2 separate regions of the Mus musculus genome follow, and region 2 is linked to region 1. The links are chromatin contacts, called in public HiChIP or PLAC-seq maps. All regions are on one chromosome and are shown on one strand. The core of a region is the stretch at or near the end of the contact, and the rest is flanking DNA. Distances in the headings are between cores, read along the strand shown.

The links. HiChIP or PLAC-seq counts read pairs in DNA pulled down with a chosen protein or histone mark.
Region 2: a contact with region 1 is called in a CTCF HiChIP or PLAC-seq map of large pre-B cells, with 7 times the contacts expected there. The contact joins two enhancer-like sites. A contact is called at or near these places in 1 of 15 datasets of contacts at CTCF or cohesin (large pre-B cells) and 3 of 115 datasets of contacts at active chromatin or transcription factors (extraembryonic endoderm stem cells, large pre-B cells and trophoblast stem cells).

Annotation. Positions count from the first base shown.
Region 1 is chr9:70,892,700-70,900,366 of GRCm38.p6, reverse strand. All of the region lies in intron 1 of Lipc (lipase, hepatic), which reads left to right. Among named protein-coding and RNA genes, the nearest start is that of Gm32017, 18 kb to the left of the region's middle. Within about 2 kb of position 5,991, at least 29 of the 459 cell types and tissues checked have an H3K27ac peak or open chromatin away from gene starts, as enhancers often do.
Region 2 is chr9:71,067,219-71,074,713 of GRCm38.p6, reverse strand. Gm46120 (predicted gene, 46120) reads right to left here and starts at 5,564. Exons shown (of 2, transcript NR_168672.1): 1 at 5,244-5,564. Within about 2 kb of position 1,378, at least 13 of the 459 cell types and tissues checked have an H3K27ac peak or open chromatin away from gene starts, as enhancers often do.

The sequences.
Region 1 (7,667 bases), core at 4,742-7,241:
CCCTGTGTCTGGCAGTTCACAGTCATCTGTAACTCCAGCTCCAGGAGTCGAGAGGCCCTGGCCTCCACAGGCACTAACATGCCCTTACATGCATACACTTACAGGCACACACATAATTAAAAATAATTTTTCCAAAGAAGTTACATAATGACCCAGAGCTACATAGCTAGTGACGGACGAGCAGGATTTAAACTCAGGATTTCTGACTCAAGGGCCAGGACCATGAGACATAAGGCCATGGCCTTTGAGCCTCAGCTCTTGAGTTTGAATCCAGTCTCCTTTGCAAAGTCTGGGAAGACCCTGATACTGAGCACTTCAGACTGGAGACCTGACTGCACCAGCTTGTGACTGGGGTTCAAGGGATGTCCCAGTAAAGCATGTGTCACTGTCTATCCATGTGGCCTTAACACTCACCCTAATGCCTTGTCCTCTCCTCTCTGCACAAGCAATTCTCTAAGCCAACTAGGAGCACCCTGATGAGTCCATGACCTGCTGGGTCCTACAGCCTAGGTGATTACTCCAACAGCAACCATAGACGGGGTAACCGGCAGCTGAAGTCCTGTACACTAGGCTCCCTAAAACGTGTTTGCTGCTATAGGAGTCTGTACCTTAAACCAAGCCTTTGGGGGCTGCTGCATCCTCCCTACTGTCCCTTCACAGCTTCCCCTCACTTTCACAAGGGTGAAAGAAATCTATGCTGCAGTGCCAGGCTGATCGACCATCCGTTCCATCTAAGCTCCTACACAGAGCCTAGCTCAGCTGTACCCACCACCAGAAACAGTGAGAGGTCGTTCTCAGGTCCCCCACCCTCACCCCCCGCCCTGCCTTCTCCCTCAGGGAGCCAAGCACTGAGTACCAACCAGCTTCCCAGTGTTTCCCACCCCCTTGGGATGCCTCAACCGCTGTGCTTCTCTGAAGAGAAAGGGAAAAAAAAGAATCAAAATTACTCATTATCTTAGAACATTTGATTTTCACAGAACTTCTCATGTGGCTCTCAGATATGAGGTCAATACAAATAAAATCATCTAAATTGCCAATATCAAACAGTTCTAACCCAAAAAAAGCAAAAGGCCTTTTAAGTGCCTGGTACATTGATATGAGAGTCACAATGACGGGTTCCAAAGATGAAAGTCACGAATCAGAAAATAGGAGCGTTGAGAAAACAGAGATGAAAGGCAAATAACCCTGTTTGAAAAAATCCAACGCTTTCATTTAAAAAAAAAAAAAAAGCCCAAAGCTCTATCCTTTGTTAAGAAGATCATGAGGAAAGGAACAGGCACTTGCCACCTCCACCTACCTCTCCCTCCCTGTCCTTAAGTTCCACAGCCTTTGTTGTGACTGTGTTGGTACTAGTTCCCCCTGCCTGCATCTTTCCAGCTTTACCTGTATAACAAAGACAAGCTGCAGACACCTGTGGCCAGGTGAGGTGACTGCACCAAGCTCCTAAAAGCCTCAGGCCTTGTCCCTGTGGTTAATACAGTCGGGCAGCAGCTTCTCACACAAATCCTGGCAGGTCTTTGTATTAAAAGGACGAGTCACAAAGAGTGCTTCACCAATACAAATAGAGTGTTTTATTCAGAGCAAGACTTAAGGACCTAGGTACCTAGGTAAGGGTCAGGACCACGGGAGCTTTTCAGTTGCTCTTTATCACAGGTTAATCCACTTGGGGGTGGGGGATAGGGCTCCGGAACTTGAGTAGAATACAGTTCTAACTCACCTTTCACCTTCTGAGCTCAGCACTTCCTTGCCTTCTTCCTTTGCTAGAAATTTCCATGACTTCACCATTTATCAAGACACGTACTTCACCGTTCGAGTCCACCTGCTGCTGTGACTGGTTAGCGCTGGGATGAGGGAAAGCCATTGCTGTAGCCCAGTCAGACACCCCTCCGGAAGCTTGGGATTCCATAGTTCATCCTGCTAGGGACCAGAGAAAGAAAAGGGCGCAGTGGCACGCACTCCCATGCTCTCACATCATTCTTGCTCTCTTGGTCCTCTTCCCTGTCTGCTGCCTCTCTGACCCTAGCTATCTGACCTTTGGAACCAGATGTGTCTATTGATTGATGGATATTTACACCGCTTGATATCTTTTATGAAGGCCAGTGGGTTTTTTTCTTTTCTTTCTTTTTTTTTTTAAAGATTTATTTATTTATTTATTTCATGTATGTGAGTACACTATCGCTCTCTTCAGACACACCAGAAGAGGTTACTGGATCCCATTACAGATGGTTGTGAGCCACCATGAGGTTGCTGGGGAATTGAACTCAGGTCCTCTGGAAGAGTAGTCAGTGCTCTTAACCACTGAGCCATCTCTCCAGCCCAGGGTTTTTTGTTTTTGATTTTTTTTTTAATACCTTCTTGCTTTCTGAGACACCATGAAAATTGAAGATTTTTTTTTTAAATCACACCTATGGAGAACACAAGGAAACTCCATATGAAGAGGGGGAAAGGATATAAAGAGTAAACTAAATCCATCAATTAGACAATGGTTATAGACAGTTACTGACACACAGACCCCATCTGGGCAGGAGACAAAGAGCAAATATTCCCTTTACAGCAGAAACGTGGTGTTGGAGGGAGTGGGTGACCCATGAGCAAGGGCCAAGGAAGTTAGCTGGGAGGAGGCAACTGGAGTGTAGCTTGGTTGGAGAGTTGTGCCTAGCACTCATGAAGCCTCCAGCATCGAAGATCACAGTGGTACACACTGTCATAGCAGCAGGATAACACACTTCATCTGTGTACAATACAGTCTCCAAGAACAGATGGCTCTCTGAGCTTCCATTTTCTCGTCTATAAAACCAGTGATCAGCAGGCTCAGGGACCTCCATGGCTCACTGTGCTGGACAGCTCTAGAGTTATCAAGTGTTTGATTAGCTCTCTGGACTAAACTAGCATCATAGGTAGGAAATGAAGGCCAACATTCTCTTTTGGTTCATACTCATTAGGTCAGAGCTAACCGTGTGATCTGTTGTCTGGGCTCCTTTGTCCCACCATATCATGACTTTGTCTTGAAGGTCATTTTCTTTTTCTTCTATATTTATTCTTTTCTCATATAGTACATCCCGACCACAGTTTCCCCTCTTTTATCTCCTCCCAGTTTCTCCCCACCACCTCCCCTTTTCCCCCAGATCTACTCCTCCTCCTTTGGGGCAGGCATCCCAGGGACATCAACTAATACAGCATATCTAGTTGCAGTAAGTCTAGGCACATCCCTTCATATTAAGGCTGGATGACAGAATTCAGTACGAAAAAAGGGGCTCCCAAAACAGGCAAAAAAAAAAAGTCAGACAGTCTCTGATCACACTGTTAGAAATCCCACAAGAACACCAAGCTACATAACCATAGCATAAACGCAGAGCTGAGATCGGATCCAGGTAGGCTCCCGGGTTGTCAGTTAAGTTTCTGTGAGCACCTGTGAATCCTGGTTAGTTGCTTCTGTGGGCTATTTTGTTGTGGTGTTCTTAACCCCTCTGGCTCCTACAATCTTGAAGTTCGTTTTCTATTTTTCTGTCTATTCCAAAGGCTCTGTAAAATTCCATCATTGCCTTCCCCTAAATATTGTGTTTTCTTTCTTTCTCCCTTCCCCTTCTTTCTCCTCCTTTTCCTCTTCTTCCTCCTCCTCCTTCTGTAGATTCATGGTTTTGTGTGTGTGTGTGTGTGTGTTGATGTCTGTGTATATGCACACATAAGTGCAGGTAACCAACAAGGCCAGAAGAGGGAGTCAGATCACCTGGAACTATAATTACAGATGGCTGTGGGCTGCCCCGATATGGGTTCTTAAAGCCAAGCTCCAATCTTCTGGAAGAGCAATAAGCACCCTTAACTGCTGGGCCCTTTCTTCAGCCCTCACTGTAATTTCTGAAATGCATATGACTTCTTTCTTCTCTTCTATTATACAAAACTCAACCACGCTGATTACTATAGCTACTAGGCAATTTTTCTATACTTTCATCTAGACAATTATTCCAATTGTTGTGTGCATACTTATCCTAAGAACAATTCCAGATTATAAAGCACTTTTCAAAGGTTCATTGTCTTGTCTGCCCTTCACAACTTCAGCTTCTAGAATGCAATTTGTTCTCCAGCATTCCTACCTGTATATAACAGCGGTGACAATCGTCATCCCTTCCCAATAAACTTTGACATGACATTTCATCAAATTCTTTCAAATATTTTTCATCTGTTGTGTTCTTATTCAAATATCCACTTACCCTGGGGGAGGGGGGAATCAGGTATCTAAAAAAAGCATGGCCTACAGAGGAGATCAGAACTAAGAGCTAAAGTAGACTTCCATGGCTAACAGTTCCACTGACCCCAGACCAAACAGTTACAGAGAACCAAAAGGGACATGTTTCTCAGGAGCTTCCTGGCTTGAGGGGCAAAGCTGTTGTTCATAGGCCTCATGGGTTTGCAAGCCCACCTGAGTTGCTCTTGAATTCACAATGTCTGGTTTGACCATATTGGCTCCCAAATGGTAATGTGATGGTTAATCTTGTCAACTTGGCCTGATTTAGACCTATAATGGAAGTACATCTTCTGGCATGACTGCAAGGGAGATTGTTTCCCTGGGCTAGAATCCTTGACTGAATAAAAAGGGAAAGGTGAGCTGGGTGCCACCATTCTTCATTCTCTGATTCCTGGTGACGTGTACAGTGTAAGCTGCTGCTTCAAGTTTCTGCCACTGTGACGTCCCCACAATGATATCCAGTACCCTCGAATGATGAATCAGAGTTAACCCTTTCTTCTTGAGGTTGTTTTTCTCAAGTATTCTGTCACAACAAGAAGTAATGTAACTGATACAGAGGCCTCCCCTCCGCCCCTCGCATGGGCCTTGTTGCTTCAAAGCTAGTGAGTCAGCTGCCGAGCTTGTGATCTGGTGCCCGGCTCTCAGAGAGGCAGCATCCCTGGGCTCTAGGCAGGCTGGTACAGGGCCCCTTGGTCTGCCTAGGGGTTGTTTGCTCCTTTCTCCTCCTAATTAACGCCCACATTGTATCAGAGTGGCCCATTCTCAGACAGAGCAACTGAGTCATCGGTGTGTTGTGTTTTCTTCTGAAACCTACCATTCTGCCCAGACCTGAATAATTGGGGTTAGCTCCCCGTAGCACAGGGATTTTGTTCCCCGCAGCACAGGGATTTTGTTCCCCAAGCATGCCTTTATGTTGAATACCACCCATGTCTGGCCAGTCTCAGTGTTCACAGGTTTTCCCAATGAGACTCAGAGCTGTACAAGTATATGGGGTGCTTGCCTGGGTGATTATGCACACCAATCAATATCTGGACCTAAAAGCAGCCCAGACTGACAACTTCAGACCTACAGGAACAGCAGCCAATCCCCTGAGCTCTGCTAGACTGCATACCATTTTTCTCATTATGGCTTGTGTGCCTTGGATAGCAGCCTTGGACACAGGAATTTCCTTTAATGAAATCATACGTTTCTGAGCTCAGGTTTCTTTCCTTCCTTTTCCTTTCTTCATTTTCTTTTTCTTTTATTGCATTTTATTTATTACTTGTGGCATGTATGTGTGTACTCGTGTGGATGCATGTGTGTGTGTGTGTGTGTGTGTGTGTGTGTGTGTCTGTGTGTGTGTGTGTCCGTCATGCTACAGTGTACATGTAGTCAGGGTCTTTTAGGAGTCAATTCTCTCCTTCCACCACATGGGTTCCAGGGCTTGGATACAGGTTATCAGGCTTAACCACAAGCACCTTTACCTGCTAAACCATCTCATGGGCCCCTGACCTCTGGTTTCTAAGAATATGAAACAAAACCAGTAAGATCCACTTCCTTGGAGTGTTGAACAGATCAGCTGAACAGATCAGCTGTAATAACATGTGTGAGATGTAACATCTGTGCTGAGAGACCAGTGCAGACATCAGTGATTGTCCCACTCAGTCCTGAGGGAAAGGTGACACAGTCAACATCACCCTGATATAGAGGAAGCCACCAGCTTCCTGCTTTCTGCATTGCCCATGCATGAGTAGCTACAACAGAGCCTAGAGCGGAACCCAGGTTCCTTGTCACCTCCTACACTCTCACCTCTCTTCTCAGCATCAGGCCTGTGTTCTCCACCATAGAGACTTTCAAAGTGTGGCCCCAACATGGTCAGCAGCAACACCTGGAACTTGTTAGACTTGTCACTTTGGGGTCTCACTCTGACCTAAGAGATCAGAAAGTTCAGGGGATACAGCCAGCAAGTCCTTTGTGAGTTTTACAGCAAGTCCTTGTGAGTCTTGGATACACTCTGAAGCTAGAAGCACCACCAAAGTAATTGACCTCCAACCTAAATGTGATGCCCTTTCCCAAGAAGCTGAGTCTGGAGACCTCAAAATGGTCTCCAGCATTAATTAACTTCTCTAGCCTTGGGGCCAGACACAGAGGATTTCTGGTCAATAAATCATCCAGGTTCCATTTAACTGTGACTGTGGTTCCCTCTGCACTGGATCATTGAAATAACACAAAAGCCTAGCCTAGCCCATCAATGTTCAGTTCTAAAGATGGCCCAAGTTGATAGACCCAGACCTACAGGGCCACCAATCAAACTCCAGGGAGCCCTGCTAAGTTGGTCACCTTTTTACCTCTTTAAGGTTTATGTGCTTTTCAAGCCAGTTCTAGTAAGCTGGCTTCTCCAGCTGTGATCCTTGAACTCTCTAGGCAAGCCTTCACCTCATGCCCACTTGTTTCCACAGCCGCAGATGTTCACACAGATGTGTTTACCCAGTGCAGTTCAATTTTCCTGCCCAAGGTTATCATGCTTGCTCTAGACTGCCATGAGGAGGTAGGGTAAACATCAACGTGACTCAAAAGTGTTCCTGTTTTTCTTAGGGACGGGGGTGAGGGGTGGGGGGGTGGTGAGGCTTAATGAACACATTAGAGTAATGGAGTCCCGTGCTCGCTGCCATGGCCCACCAAAGTACCAATTATTCACAGAGTGCTGATTGAAAAAGAATGAATGTTGTCCGTTCTTCTTTCTGGGCAGAGGAGGATTTATCTTTGAGCCTAAGGTCATGGTTTTTCAGTGACAGGGTCTCACGAGTTAATAATTCAGGTTGTCCTTCAACTCAGGTTTCTCCCACCTCTGCCCTCAACCTGCTGGGATTACAAGCATGTACCAATGTATCCAGCCTTCCAAACCATTTAAACTAAAGATCATGTTGATTTCCAGAAAATGGCACCCCTACTGGCCCAGGGAGACAGACTGGGCTGTTGGGGCTGCCTCATTTGCCATTCACCAAGGAGATGGACAGAGAAGGCAATGGGGGGCTTCCAGAACTGTTCCTAGAGTCCTTGTCCACTTAAAGCCCAGAGTAAAGACCTTTGAAAGACTCCGTGGAGGAGGTGGCCTTGCCCTCTAGGAAAAGTGGGACCAGTAGATTCTGATCAGTGAGAAGGGGGGTCCTGGGGGGGAGCAGGAACGGGAGGAGGAGGAGCAAGCTCTCCCCAAAAACTCTTTCCAAAACAGAGAGGTCGAGAACATGGACGCCTGGCTGAGCCAAGACTCCCCAGCAAACGTCAAGCTTCCTGGCTTGCTACTACAGTGCTTTTGAGCAGTTTGAACCCTAAAGATAAGGCCCCACTCAGCACACACCCCAGCCTTTAGTCCTTTACTGAAGACATCTAACTTAGAGGTGAGATGTACAACAGCCATACATTGAAAATATAAATAGATCCTTAC
Region 2 (7,495 bases), core at 129-2,628, 180 kb before region 1:
GGCTCCTTGTGCAGCTGCAAGAATGTATACATGTAAACATATAAGCACATATAATACACATAAATAAAAATAAATCTTCCAAAAATAGCCCACAAGGTAACTAAACATTATGCCTACTAACTGGAACTCAACATTATAATGGGCATAATGGGTCACATCTGATTAAAACATCTCCTACATGTTCTACTTGATTATTATTATAATACATTCTATACATTGATATTTTTACAAATCATGTTCTTTATAACGTCTGCTTATAACATTCATATCTTTTTAAGATATTCAATTACTTTTGAGACTCACTTTGTAAGTTTGAAGCTTTCCATGAGATGGGATGTAATATTATATAAAATAGTTTTGCCCCAGACGGATCATATATTCTAAGTAAGGGCAATAGTATCATATGAGACAAATTTATATATTTACAATTTGTTTTCTAAGATTCAGTTTCTCTTCATGAACATGTGTGTTATGATATGAATCCATATGGTCGTTCTGCTCCTGATTCAAAGTCACAAACTCTACCTGTACACACACACACACACACACACACACACACACACACACACACACACACACACAGGGCACACTCGGTGGAAGGAGCCTATGCTACCACCAGGTGGTGACAGAGTGCTGTGGTCTGTGACAGATATGGCTTCAAACAGTGGGGAACCCAAATTTGTGGGCTTTCCCCCCATTAATTAATTGATTTATTCACTTTACATCCCAGTTGCAACCCCACATCTCCTTTCAGTTTCCCTCCCCCCAGATCTTTCCCCAAACCCCCTTCACCTCTGAGAAGGGGGAGGTCCCTCCCAGGGGACCAACACACCCTGGCACCTCAAGTGATTAGTCGCAAGACTAGGCGCATCCTTTCCTACTGAGGCTAGACAGAGCAGCCCAGGTAGGGAAGCAGAAGCCACAGGCAGGCAACTGAGTGAGCCCCCACTCCAGTTGTTGGGACAATTTGTAATCATAGATTCTTGCTCCTTGCCTTGCTAGAGCATTTGCTGGAATAGTATGATGCAAGCAAGCTTAAGGCACAACAATTTTAAAGGTTTTTGCACGGGTTTTACACATTAGAGCATGGGAGAATCTTTCCCTTTTGGTCTCTCAGTGCTTCTTTTTAGCACAAATATCTTTGGCAAAAATATATAAATAAATCACTCAATCCGTAGGCTGCTTAAGGGTGAAACCCTCAAAAATCTCTCAATTATGTTGGACAAAAAAGTTCCAAAGCCCAGTTTCAAGCTAGGCCCCTGTCCAGATAATTTTCTCTACCAGCAAAGCTTTTAAAAGGGCAGCCCCTGGGGGAAGATGAGAATGTTAACATAATTTTCTGAATTGCTTCCCCGAGAAGTCTGTATTCATTATATCCACTTCCTGTGGTGAGGGTTAAGGGTGTGTTCCTGTCGGTAGAGTGCTAGCCTCACGGCACAGAGCTCTGTGGTCCATCTGAATAAAGATCAGAAAACCAAGGTCATCTCTGGTAGCGTACAGTTTGAGGTCAGCTGGGGCTGCAGGATACCCTGTCTTGAAGCAAAAAATAAATAAAAATAAAAAATAAAAAATACATGTAATATGATATAATATAAAGAGCAATGAAAAGAATTTGAAGGATGGTGGTAAGAAGGCTTTGGGAGGCAGCCATCTATCCCAGGATGCCCAACCCTGTTTCACACCTGTGCAGAGAAAATTTTAAAAAATGACTATTTCAAACCCTTTCTTCAAGACCTTCATTTCTTTTCCATTAGCAGAAGAAATGCAAGGGCCACTCCATCTGGGCGAGCCTCACAAACTCTGCATACTGAAGCACTCCCAGCCCCCCCCCCCCCCCCCAGTGTGTGTCCTTGCTGCTTAGCAAGCCGCAGGGAACACAGTGGTGACATAAGCATGGGCTGGTACAGAGGCAATGAGGACCACGTGGCTCATCGCACCAGCAAGCAGACAGGACCACCGAGAAGTCTCTGGTTCACCCCGTCAACACCTTGAGAGGCTGAAACTGACCTCTGGGCCCCCTCCACCCCACGTGAGGCTTCCCAGTGACAAGGAGACTAGAAAGAGTCAGCCTCACCCAGGTGACAAGAGGTCGGACCTGTGAGCAAGGGCAGCAGCTGAAGCTTCTGGAAGGATCTATCAGCCCAGCTGAAGAAGTAGCTCACCTCTCACATCTCTGCAGGAAGGCACAGATAGTTTGTGACTTTGAATCAGAAGCAGAGTAACCATCCAGGCTCATAATTCAGAGAGAGGGAAATAAGATAACTTGAAAAGGGGCAGCCCCTGGGGGAAGATGAGAATGTTAACATAATTTTTGGAATTGCTTTCCCGAGCAGGCTACATTCATTATATATTATATCCATTTCCTGTATTCTCTCATGTAGTCGGGCTCAGTCATAATTAAGCTTTTCTTCAGCACAAGTATTCTTTCTCCAGTCCCTGTTGTCAGGCGTGACGCTACTCACATATCCTGCAGTGCACACCTGCCACCTGCTTATGATGGAGAGAACAGGAGGATGTGTGGTGTCCTCAAAAGCCAAGATCAGTTTTGAGCCACCTCCAAACCCTCCAGGAGTACAGCAGATGCTGGCCATGGTGACGTGAGACACCTGGCTGGCCGAGCTATCTTGTGTGCCTCTAGGAGACTGGAGCAGGAGGAAGGGCAGCACGGAAACCAGGAGAGGGAACAGACAGTAAGCGAAGGTGGCAGAGTAGCCTGGGCTAGAACAATGACTGTGTTCACAGCAGTGGAGGCAGGGACTCAGGACAGCTGGGACTTACTGGTGACACAGAATGATCAGGTTCTGATGTACAATTAATTGTACAGTGTGAGGAGATATATGTTACATGACTGGCTTGTAAGTCTCTTTAAGAATAGGAGTCTTAGGAAGTCAAGGCAATTTTGTGCTACTGACAGACTCTCTGTGGCTCAGACCTTCCTCAGTTGGCAGGCAATAAAGCAAAAGGCCACCTGGATAGAATGGCTCAAAGGCCAGGCCTTCTGAGCACAGGAAAATTTGGCCATAACTCTGTATAGGAGTAAAAATCTACAGCCTTGATGCTTCAGCGCCTAGCTGGAGACCAGAGTGGTTCTCTGTGGAGAAAGAGAAGTGAGGTTTTGTCCTCAGGCCCAGGAGAGCACAGAAGTGAGCCGGTGGGCTCAAAGGCAAACACTTACTGGCCAACCCTTACCTGAAGAATGTAATCTCTGTAAATAGGAACAAGGGGAGAGAAGGGCAGAGAAGGAGGGGAGAGACAGGTGAGCATGCTCATGGAGTGGTCATGGATCTATGGAGAGCAATTGTGGGAGGGAATGAAAGCCTTTAGCTCCTGACCCTTTGTTTCCATTTGTCCAGGTAATGCTGTGGGATTATACTCTCCACTATCCCTTGTGCTTCTTGGCTGTTCCATCCGGCTCATAGGAAACTAGATCTCCTCACAACAGTGTTCAAGCAAGTACAAATGGACACCTCTATACCCATGGTGTCTCTGGCCCAGGAGTCAGCAGTCATGTGTGGGTTATGGCTCCACCCAGTCTCATGTCTCTGTAGGAACTGGGAATCCCTGCAGGTGATGCACAGGTGCCTGAGGTCAAGGCAGACTGGAGAGAATGGGATGTGAGTGGGATGAAGGCTCAGAGCAGCTGCCACAGTGCACCTGACGGTGAGATAGAAGTCAGAGCTCAGTTCCTAGCAAGGAAGAAAGCTCCCCCTGTAGCCTCTGAGAATGTGGTCAGCGCACAGTAGTCTTCTGACAGAATGGGAACCAGGCCAATCAGGGCAGACACATAGTCAGAGATGGAGTGCCATCCTCCAAGTCCACTGAGGGACTGAGAGCTGAGGCGCCTGTGTCAGTGTGGCAGGAGCTTGTCCTCAGGTGCCCCCTTAAGTCAGACACACTTCTAAACTCTATATTTAGAGTATTTATTTTAACACTCCACAGAAATGTCAGGAGGTTCCTTATGAATTTACAAAGATATGAGCACAGAGAAGATTAGGAACTCAACCAGTGTCAACACTGGCAAAGAATAGAATCAGGTTTGGGATATGGGTGCCTGACCCTAGCTATGGAGAGCCTGATGGACAATCAGACTTTAGGAGGTGAAAATCGGTAAAAAGCATTCAGGGTGAGGGGGGATCAAAAGTGAGACTAAGAAAGGAGTGTGTGTGTGTGTGTGTGTGTGTGTGTGTGTGAGAGAGAGAGAGAGAGAGAGAGAGAGAGAGAGAGAGCTTGCGGGAGTCAGTTCTCTCCTCCTTCCACCTTGTGGGCCCTGATGGGTTTGAACTCATGCCGTCAGGCTTAGCTGGAGGCAGTCTTACACACTGATGCTAGTCTTTTTAAAATGTGTTAGGTATTTTCACATGTATGCTATGTATTGAGCATTGCCCCCTCACATGTGCCTCCCCCTCCCATCAGTCCTTCATACCCTATGAGAGTGACTAGGCAATGTTACTTGGACTTTCACGTCACGTCAAATATGATTTCATGAATCAGTATAAAATCTAGGACCCATGAGTGAAAGAAAACATATTTGTCTTTCTATGTTTGGCTTAATTCATGTAATATGATCATCTCCAGTATCTTCTTGTACATATATTATTTTGTTCCTCTTTGTAGCTGAAAGAAAACACATTATATCTATAATATATTGCATATATGCTGTTTTCTTTACCCAACCCTCTGCTCTTGGACACCCATGACAATAATCTTCTAAGAGCCACACTAAGCTAAGGGCCGGGAGAGAGTAGAGTAATGCCTGGAAAATTTTAAAGAAAAATTTCCAACTTGGATTTTTCCATTTTGTCAAATTGTGAATCCAGGATTGAAGCAGAATGTATATACTTGCGTTTATGTTTGGGCCCTGAAAACTGGCCTTTTGTTCCTCACTGACTGCAGGTTGTGCATCAGCCACACAGACATAAGTTAAAAAGGGGCAAGCGAATAAGGAACACTATTAAGAGAAGAGCCCAGGTTAATAACTTCGTGACAGGACTGAAGAGCTACCAGCCCGGAGTGCTGCAGGAAGAGATGGAGTTCTCTTAGGGAGTATCCAGGGGAAAGTGGGCCAGATAGAAAGGGTGATATAGTAGGTAAGCAATATGGTGGATCATCCAGAAAGCTCTAGAAAGCAGACAGCAATTATAAACAAGGAGTGACAAATGTCTGAGCTATAAAGGATGATCAGTCACATTAAGTAGATTCCAAGAAGATAACAGTTACCTCATCACAATGATATAAATACTTACCAGCGTTTAAAGTATGCAGGCAGGTGAGATGGCTCAGCTGTTAAAGGTTCTTGCTACCAAACCTGGAAACCGACTTCAATCCCCAGGCCCACACTGTGGAAAGAGAGGACTGATCCCTGCAACATGTCCCCTGACCTCCATACAGACACAGTGTCAGGCACACATGTATGTATATGCATGTATATAAATGCAATACGAGGGAAGTGTGGTGCTGCCTGTGCCCTGGACTACTTGCTGCCTGACCTTACCTGTCCTTGGGGGTGGGAGGTGAGGTGGCATGGAGGAGTCAGTGACACAGACTCCGGGAGCAGCTGCAAGCTCAGCTGAAGCTGAGGCAAGCTCCTTTAATACCCTCCACCCGGGCCCCATTGGTCCCAAGAAAGCATCTCCTCTGAACAGCAGTTCCCGATTGGCTATCATCGTCTGCCTCAGCAATCCTTGGTCTCAGGCAGTCCTTAATTAGGTCCTCCTGCAGGAGATGCTTTGCAGCTGCGTGGCCCCACCATTCCTCCTACAGCTTGGTAAGATTTTCCAAAGACAGGATAAAGAAGAAGAGGTAGAGATATTAAATCTTCACCTCTAACAACAGCTTGTATTTAAATTTTTGGTATGTGCATATTACTCAGAATGAGGCTGTTCAAGAAACTACTGCTGCTATCATGAGCTTCTTAGCTCGGCTTCATTTCCTCAATGTGAACTTACAATCGTTTTTTAAATTATGAACTGTGAGTAAGGCTGTAAGAGGAATTTGTGAGGTTAAGACCAGAGCTCTACAGATCCCCAAGTTCCATGACCCCCACACGTCTCCAGCCTTTGACCCCACATCCATGCCATATTTCTGCACCTTCTTTGTCTTTATCCGATACAGATTGCCATACAATGCCTCAACTTACTTTCTGTCACTGACCTTCACGTCTCAAATGCTCTCTTCCCCTTTGAACTTTTCTTCAGCATGTAATTCAAGCGGGGCCCAGACACATGGCTTTAAACCAATAAGTAAAGAAAATAGAATCTGTCTGAACTGGAAGTGGCCATGAATAAGGGTAGAGTTTCCCTAAAAGATGACGAAAATTACCCAAGATGGATTGGGGTGGTGATTGCATAAATGAATATGCTACAATAAAACCCTCCAAGTGTTACGTGGTTGTATTCTTTGGCGAGTCTGAATAAATCTATCGATACAAATTAAAAACGTTGAGTCCATGTCTTACCTCTAAGTGTCCCAGCTACACACTCCAGAAAAGATCTCTCTGTGTCTCTCTTTACCTCTCTCAGTCTCTCTCCATGTCTTTCTGCCTCTCTACACCTCTCTCTCTCTATCTGTCTCTGAGACAGGGTCTCACTGTGCTCACTGTGTAGTTCTGACTGGCCTGTAACTTGATATGTAGACCAGGCTAGCCTCTAGGTCACAGATCTGCTTGCCTCTGTCTCCCAATTGCTAGGATGAAAGGTGGGCACCACCAATCCCAGCAGGTGACCTCCTCTGACCTCAGTTTCCTCTTCTGTAACATCCAGATGACTCATGACACCCCTACAGAGTCTGCTCAGGAAGATCACACATGGAAGAGAGTCTAGCTTAGTCAGTGTCTCATACTTGGTAAAAATGCAATTGCTGTTGGCTTTCTGCCCATCTCTCACAGGATAACCCAATGACTACATTTGAATAATGCGTTAATTTAGTTTGCGATAATGGTTCCCAATTGATGACCTTAGAGGTTCACAGAGCCTAGAGCATGCTCATCTGGGTTCCTATTGCCTTTAGAAGCACTTTCTGAAGCCTCAGCCATTGCAGATCCAGCCTGCTGGAAGCATTGTGTTTCCTACCTTAGGACTAGAATTAATTAACACAGACATGGTCATTTGCCAATTGGAAGTTCAGTCTGGGTTTGGTAGTTGGAGACAATTTTGGTGAATTAATTTGTTATTACTTAGTAAACACTGGTCATTTGGCAGACAAATCAATGAAAACAGGGGCCAAGGAGTAAATGCATCATAAGGCTTTTGTTGGCAAAAGGGTTGGAAATCACAGAACCAGGGCATCCTACCTCCTTCCAGATCCAGCATCTGGGATGTTTTCTTCCAGAAACAGGGAAGAGGAGCAGTGTGAGCTGCTGGAGTGGCAGCTGTGGTGACAGCTTGTAGCTGGCGAGATTTGGAGGGTTTGAAGGGAGGCATGTCCAAGACTCCTATCTGATGCCTCGGCCCCTAAGACGTAATTTCTGACAGGTTCCCCAGCATCTGAAGCCACCGAA